Linked DNA regions of Mus musculus: region 2 is linked to region 1. The links are chromatin contacts, called in public HiChIP or PLAC-seq maps. All regions are on one chromosome and are shown on one strand. The core of a region is the stretch at or near the end of the contact, and the rest is flanking DNA. Distances in the headings are between cores, read along the strand shown. Region 1 holds the start of Fblim1 (filamin binding LIM protein 1). Region 2 holds the start of Epha2 (Eph receptor A2).

Region 1 (3,854 bases), core at 829-3,328:
TCAATCCCCACTGTGGAAGGTAAGAGAGCTATACTTCCCAACAGAGGAGTCTGGATGGCAGCAAATATCACCCACTCCCTGGATCTTATCCCTAAGCCCTTCTCCTTCTGCCTGCAGGGTCTCAGCAGTCATGGCCCTAGTAGAGGGCTCTCTTCTTGTCCACTGGGACTTCTGAGGGGAGAAGAGACCTGGTCTGAGCTTGGCAGGGAGGGGGGAGGGGAGCAGAGTCCATGAGCTGGCAGACAGAGGGCGTGTATTCTCTGCCTGCACACTTCCTGGGTTTCCATTGCAGGAAGTTTGGCACCTGCCTATCGGTGCCACTGATACCCAGGCTGGTGCAGGCGACTTTTAGCCAGGACAATACCCCAACTGGAAGCAGCAACAGCAGCAGCAGCAGGAGGAGGTGGAACAGAGGCCAGGGGTGCAGGACAGCTGGTGAGTGGTAGCAGCTAGACCCCTTCCAGACTGCCTTAGACTGTGGATGTGGGAAGCCTGGCTCCTAGATTAATCCCTTTGACCTTGGCGAAGGCCCCAAGTCAACCCTTCCTTCCGTGTGGCGTCTCATTGTGGGGTAACCGGGTAGGTCAGTACCACCTTGACTCAGTGGCGCCCCCCTTTCTCAGCTGAGGTGTAAGAGTCTCCACACCTGCCACAGACAAGAGGCCCCATTGCCAGGTTGGGAACGCACCCAAGGGGCCCCTGGGCACCGGTAGCCTCAGCATAATACTGGGTTCTGTCCTTGGCTCTCATCTGGGGATGGTGGCAGCAATCCAGCCTCTGGGACTAGCAGATCCGGGTGCCTAAGGGGCACTCTCCGGTCTGGCTTGAATCTAGCCTTGTCCAGTGCCCATTGCACAAGCCTCGGTCCTCGCCGGCTTCAGTGTCTGGTCTGTGGGGTGGGACCTATCAGCCCTGGAGTAGAGTCTGGAAGGGTTAGATGAAAGGTTTGAAAGGGACACAAGGGAAGTCTCTAGAAACAGCAGTTACTGTCGTCGTTGTGACTCCACACTGGCGGGTAGAATCAAATGGAAAAATCTAATGGCAAAGACTGGGGAGGCCATTAAGGGGGTGGGGCTTAGTGGGGAGGCGGAGGATGGAGCTGAGCACCCAGACACCCCACTCTGACACCTCTCTTCTGCAGCAATACAAGGACCACCTCGAGGAGCTGTTGTATGTGGGGGGGGGGGGCGAGGAGGGCTGCAGAAGGGGACCTAATCCTTCCTAGTTACCCCCCCCCCATGACTCTGGGTCCAGCTCTCCCCTGCCCAGTCCCCCATTGTGCCTCTAATCGAAAGAACAATCGGCTTGCCTGGGAATCAGACCTAGATTCCTTTCCCCTGCAATGTCTTCAGGTCTCTAGGGACCTGAGCTGTCCAGAGCAGCCCCAACCCAGGCCGCAGGGCCCTGTGCTCTGCTTCTTCAGGGGCCAGTAACAGGGCCGGAAAGCAAACAGGTGACCTGATTGTTTCCCCTGTCTCCTGTAAGGGCCTCTTTCCACTACAGGACCTGAGACCCACTTGTAGAAGGATTCATAGGCTCACACAGGCAGTGACAGCCCAGGACAGCAGATCCAGGTGACTTGCTTCGCTGGGGTGTCTGAAAACCCTACCCCAGGCATCCTTTGAATAAGCCCCGCAACTCCAGTATATGTTAGCATTATCGCTTTAACTCTAGGCCACGTTGCAGAGGTGGGCTGTGCGGACCCCATTTTAGGAATTAAAGATTGAGGCTTAAGAAAACGGGGTTGACAGTCCAGGTCATGCGTCTAGCCTAACTTATGACCCTGAAGGATTTCAGAGTCAGTCTGGCTACAAGTACCCCTCTCCACCAATTGGGGCAGGTGGAGCCTCTCATCCAGGTGACCTAGAGCGAGGTTGGCTAAGGATCCCACTCCCCAGCCCGCCCCGCCCCTCCCCGGTGCACCGTGGGGGTGGGCAGCGGAGGAGGAGCCACAGGGAAGGGGAGGAGTGGTGGGAACAAAGGGAGGGGGCGCGGCCACAGGTGGGGGGGCAGGTAGGGCGAGCCAGCGCCCCCTCCCCGAGCGTCACCTTTTATGGTAAGGCGCGCGCGGGGCGGCGGGCGGAGGGAGGCTGGGGCGGGAGCAAGGGGCGGAGGCGCAGCGCCGGCGGAGGCCGGGCGTGGGGAGCGCGGCAGGTAAGCGGGTGCGGCGTGGGGGTCCTGGCTGTGCTCCCCGGGCAGGGTCAACTTCAGGTGGCCACATGGGCAACTCTCGGCCACCGTACTGAACCCAGCTCGGCGCGGTTGGGGGGCTCGGGGCGGGTACTGTGTCTTGTCCCTGTGTGTCCCAGGATCTCAGCCATTGGGGACTCTGGGAGGCTGTGCGGGGACGGCACAGGGGTCATCTCCTGGCTCTTGATTGGGACGGGTTGAGCAGGGCAGAGGCTCCCGCACAAAGAGGATAGCGTCCCGCATATGGATCGAATTATAGTCACTGCGGTGACCCGGCCAACTGTCCCGCTCTGCTGCTGTGCCAGGGAGCAGAGTTCCCGAGTTCTTTTGCCCCTCCCGGACCCTGTTTCCAGCTCCAGTCTGGAGAGGGAAAGGAGGGTCCTGGGGTCTCCTCGCCTGGCTTGGCGGGGTGTGGAAGTGGGCGATCCCCAAAGTGAGTGCAACTACTCCCCCATCTCCAGGCCAGACCTGAGGTCCCAGGGGGAGAGGCTGGGCAGCGCCCAGATTCCAGCTTTTAACAATGGAGATCACTGTCCTCCAGCCGCAGGGCTCCTTCTTCCCCCCTGGGGCTGAACGACCAGCTGGCCTCCCCAGCCACCCTCCAGGGCAGACTTCTATTCTCTTTATGAATAGAAAGCGAGCCCAGAGAGGTTGAGTGACCGCGTCAAGGTCGCCCAGTACAAAAGACCGGTAGCCTGAGGAGATCTGACTTCTGCGCCTCTTCCTTTCTCTGGTCTAGGAAAGAGGATGAGAGAGGCCCTTAGCCTTCTGAGATCGCAAGGTGTCTTGTGGGAGTGAGTGGGGGGACATTCACTCTTCCACTTTCAGCAAAGTTTAATTCTAGTCCTCAACTTAGATTGCTTATTGGTCTGTGTGAAAGAGCAATGCTTAGAAATGACTCGGAGGTGGCTTTAGAGTGCGGGCAAAGAGTTATCGAGGCCGCCAGCACATCCCCTCCCAGGGGCTGCAGCCTAAGGCCGGCCCTGGCTGGCTGGCTGGCCGGCTCTCAGCCTCCTTCCTTCCTCTTGACAGGAAATGACTTTCTTTCCCTTTGTTCCCACTTTCTCCGCTTACCCAACTGGATCTGGGTGTCTGATTTGCCCTCCGGGGGAGGAAGGATGGGGGTGGAGGGTCTGCTGGGAAGTTTTCATAGAATGCTCCCCCCAACCCCCACCCCACCCCCGCCTGGGTGAACTCAGGGTTAGTGGGACCAAAGGGAAGCGCCAGCAGGCTCTCCTTAAGGGACCTGACAGGGCTTTGAAAATCCCCAGCGCTGCTCCATCCCTGAGGTCCCCACCTCTGCATGACAACGTAAAGGGCGGGTATGGCTGCCCAGCTGCGAACATCTGGCCTTCACGCTGGATGTTTCCGAGAAAGCAGGGAGAACGGAATGGGGGGTCAGAGTCGGGGTGGGGGTGGGGGTGGAGGAGGGTTCCTGAAGAGCCACAGCCTGTCTCAGAGGACCCGCCTAGAATGTGTTGACCGCAAGAAACTGGTTTGGATTGGGTTATTGGGGGAAGGGGTGGAGCTTGGAGTGGGGGAGGAGGCTTGTGTGGTCCAGGGAAGAAAAAGTCCAAGGATGCCCCAGGACTTTCAGGTTGCTGGATCCTCTGAAAGGATTCCAAGCCTGCTGGAGGGCCAAGAAAATCCACTCTAAGTCTTGT
Region 2 (3,854 bases), core at 890-3,389, 300 kb after region 1:
CTTGTGCATTGGCTTTCACACACACACACACACACACACACACACACACACACACACACACACACACACACACACACAAGAAAAAAGTCAAGGGCACTGCAGGAGGTAAGTTCAGCAGCTGTCGAGGACCTAACCGATTCCCCTGGTTTTCGGAACCCAGCAGAAAACAGAAGAGGAGGCTGCACAGCTGTGTCAAGGCTGGAGAGGACACGGATCATATCTGTCCTCAACTCCCCCTAGGGAAGTGCAACCAACTAGGTCACGACCCCACTCCCAACACACACATCCCAACCCCTCACACAGACACAGTGTTCCTGAGGAGTGCGGAGCTTAGACAAGAATTTTCCACAACCACGAGCGATATGCACCCTTTTTTCTCCTCGATCCCATGCAGAACGGGATTAATCGCAAAGGCTGGGGCGAGGCTGACAGATGCACCCAGAGGCACAAGTACAAGATTGTTTGAGGCTTCCCTGGTGGGGGCTCGGGGCGGTGGTCAGGAGCCCCGGGGCGGGGGTCAGGAGCCCGCACAGCAAAGCAAGCAGACGTCTAATCCTCAACTCCGTGGCAGCCCAGGAAGGCCTCTAGCAGTCCCAGCTGTCTTTCCCTGCTCCCCAACCACAGTACCCAGGAAGAGGGAGCCACAAGCTGGATCAGGGAGGGGAGTTAGGATCTCAGAATCCCTGCCCTGTTCACACCTTGGCAAAAGCAACTTTGGCCCTTCCTCGAGACAGGGCCAGGATCTAACACCCCGTTTACCCCTAACTCTCCACCCTTCAAGAGCTCCAGTCTGGCCTTTTACCCTCCCAACGTGGAAGGCGAAAAGAATAAGGAAACTTCTCACCCCAAAGGGTTCCTCTGCGCTTCACCCCCCGACCCCTAGCTGGAGTCGGCAGAAGACTTGCTATGCCCAAAAGCAGAGAAAAGTTTTTGCTGTGGGAAACGGAAGCCAGCTAGCTCCGGCTGGGTAGACAGGAAGATCCTCGGCCAAGGGCAGGGCAGGAATTCCCACCCTCTCGGAGACCCTAGCTGAGGGACAACGCCCCCAAGCACACCCCCGGCTGCGGCCTTGAGCAAAGGCAACCTGTGCGGGCCCCCTCACCTTGCGTGGCTCCAAGACGCTGGGGCGGGGGCAGGTGATTCACTCCCCCACCTCCAGGTGCCTGGGCTCCCCGTGGCCCCGAGATGACGGCTCCACACCGCGGGAAGCCGCAACCCCACCTGCCGCATTTCCTCCTTCTGAGTCACCCCTTGCTCAGAACACTTGACTTTGGGACTTCCTGTACTCGCTCCCAGCCCTTAACCTGTCTCCCGAACCTGGGAGGGCAGCTTGGGAAGGAGGGAAGGTGTGAGTGGCCGGGGCTGACCCCAGGCGCTCCCAATGCTGGCCCAAAGGACCCCAGTGAAAAATCGGATGGGGCGTAGAGAGACTCTTTTGCTTGGTGCAGGGCACCGAGAGGACCCCTCCCCAAAAAGCAGGGCCTGCATCCAAATGCCTTCCGCGAGAAATCGGGGCAGATGATGAGTTAAGTGAACTCGGGTTACTAAGAGGCTGATCGCCGGGAAAACCCTACTGAGCGTCCTTTCCTCTGAGGGACCGAGAGCGCCCTGCGGGGGTCCCGCTCCAGAAGCCGCCACAGGGCTGAAACCGCGTGGCGGGCGCCGCGTCCCCCTTCCCGCGGCCTCCGAGCCCTGCGCGCCCCAGCCGAGATCCCTTAGTTCCAGAGAACCTAGGATCTCAGGGTATGGATCCCCAAGATCGTTCCGGACCGCAGCCCGCGCGCTCTGCCTAACCTTGCGCACTGAGACCCAGCAGCCATAAGTCAGTTTCCAAAGGTGCGTCCCAGAGAGGAGGCTGGGGCGCCCGGGGTCCCATGTCCCGGAGTCCCTGCTAGGCTGCGGCCACCGACCGCGTAGACACTCACCTTCCTTTCCCTGTGCCGCCGCGGCCGCCAGCGCGCAACCCCACAGCAGCGCCAGGCAGAAACCGACTGCCCGGAGCTCCATGCCGCACCCCTCGCTCCCCGCGATCCCTGCTGTCCGCACGCCGGTCTCGGTGCCCCAATCCTGCCCGCCCGCCGACAGAGACAACTTCTACCCTCCTGCTCCAAGTCCTTAATGGAAGTTGGGTGAGAACCCGCTCCTGTTCATTCATGCCCTGCGCTGACGTCACCGAAACCACGCCCTCAGGAATGTCTTTAAAGGGGCCGGACTGACACCCTGACTAGAGGGCGGGGAAGCCAGAGGGAAGTTGGGGTTGGGGGGGAGGTCAGGAATTTGGGGAGGATTGAGGGGGCCAGTGCGTGGGCCTTCGTGTGCAAACCTTGAGGAGATTTCTCATTTCAAAGCGCCACCAGGGTTAGTGTCCAAATATGTGGAATGAATTTGTGCCTACTCTCCCCTTTTGCCCTTGGGCTTCAAGATGTGAATTGTAAATCTGAGAAGTAGAAGCTTCCGTAGCAAAGGGCCTCAAAAAACCAAAAAATAGAAAAAGAAAAAGAACAAGAACAAGAACTCCTGATAACACACACACACACACACACACACACACACAAACACACATACACACTTGCTCCTGAGTCCCCCAGAAGATATGCCACACCCAGGAAGGTCCTCTAAGCTGTGTACCAAGAGTAGTGCCTCTGGGAACATGTCAGACATGCAGGTGTCTTCACTTTAGAGTGGAGGGCTTAAGATAAGGTTCCAAGGTACCCTAGGATACCCAAAGGCTGCACAACTCAACAGTCACAGACAAGTCACAGGACTTGAAGCTGGGCCCTGACCTGCTTTAACCACTTCCATTTGGGGACCCAGCACACACCCTCATGGGTAACTCTTGACCTCTGCCTCTGAACTCCAACAGAACACCCTTGTCCCCTGATCCCTGGGTGACAGAATGAGATTACGTTTTGATACCTTGGGGATGTCTGCCTCCTACCCACCCTTCCTCTGCCAAGGTTCCTCAAATCTGAGTTCATCTCTTCTCTTGGCGTCTAGAGTCAGTGAAACAAACGGATGTGAAGTGAACCAGGCAGCCAGTCCAGTCACCCACAACTGCCTGTTGCTCTGTTACCATTTGGCCAGTGGAAAGGGAACAGCTGTAGCAGGCTTGGTTCTCCGTGGACCTTTCTGCCCACCTCCTAGTCCCTGGCCTTCCTCTCTGTGACTCCCCAGTCCCTGGTCATCCTGGCCCATATTATACAACTCTGGTACCAGGTGCTCCTCCTGGGGTCCTACCCACCAGCTTGGCCTTGGCGCCTGTTTCTGAGAAACGGGTTCAGACATTTCCCCTGGAGGGGGAGAGAAAGGGTTAATTATAGGTGTTGGGGTTAATTAAAGCCTTTGATCAGGGATGGATGATGGGAGAGAAGGCTATGTCTTCTGAGAAGGAGAGTGGCTGGACATGTATGTGTGAGCATGTTTGGATGAAGTACCGGAGCATCTGAGCTGGGTCATAAGGGTTAGTGTATGGGAATCCGTGAGCGACTTGTGTGTTATATCGAGCGTGGACGTGTTGATGTGTATGCAAGTGTGTGCTCCAGTGTGAGAGGACCTGTGTGTACCTGAGTGTGCCACAGGCCTCTCAGCAGCGGGGAGCACAGAGGAGGGGGCAGCAGTCAAAGTCTGGACAAATCAGTCTGCTCCTCTGAGCCTCCCCGTGCTCCCTGGGGACACTAGGGACCTACTTGGAAAAAGCCCGCTGTGAAGATCAAATAAGGTCGCGCATGGAAACCGCACAGACTGGGACTCAGACCCTCGAGTCAAATCTCAGCTGTTATTACGGTTACATGCGGTTCAACAAGAGGAAATCACATCTGGGGAGGCAGGGACTGTGGTGTGCCAAGCAAGGTCCT

Evidence for each region. HiChIP or PLAC-seq counts read pairs in DNA pulled down with a chosen protein or histone mark.
Region 2: an H3K4me3 HiChIP or PLAC-seq map of embryonic stem cells shows a contact between it and region 1, with 8 times the contacts expected there. The contact joins the promoter of Epha2 here to the promoter of Fblim1 in region 1. A contact is called at or near these places in 5 of 39 promoter capture datasets (the C10 cell line, cranial neural crest, embryonic stem cells and 2 more), 2 of 484 Hi-C or Micro-C datasets (bone marrow-derived macrophages and embryonic stem cells), 10 of 115 datasets of contacts at active chromatin or transcription factors (double positive thymocytes, embryonic stem cells, epiblast stem cells and 3 more) and 3 of 9 other capture datasets (adipose tissue, liver and pancreatic islet).

The regions. Positions count from the first base shown.
Region 1 is chr4:141,598,148-141,602,001 of GRCm38.p6, reverse strand. It overlaps Fblim1 (filamin binding LIM protein 1), which reads left to right and starts at 2,078. Exons shown (of 9, transcript NM_001163256.1): 1 at 2,078-2,154.
Region 2 is chr4:141,299,506-141,303,359 of GRCm38.p6, reverse strand. Epha2 (Eph receptor A2) reads right to left here and starts at 2,139. Exons shown (of 17, transcript NM_010139.3): 1 at 1,926-2,139. The coding sequence starts at 2,007.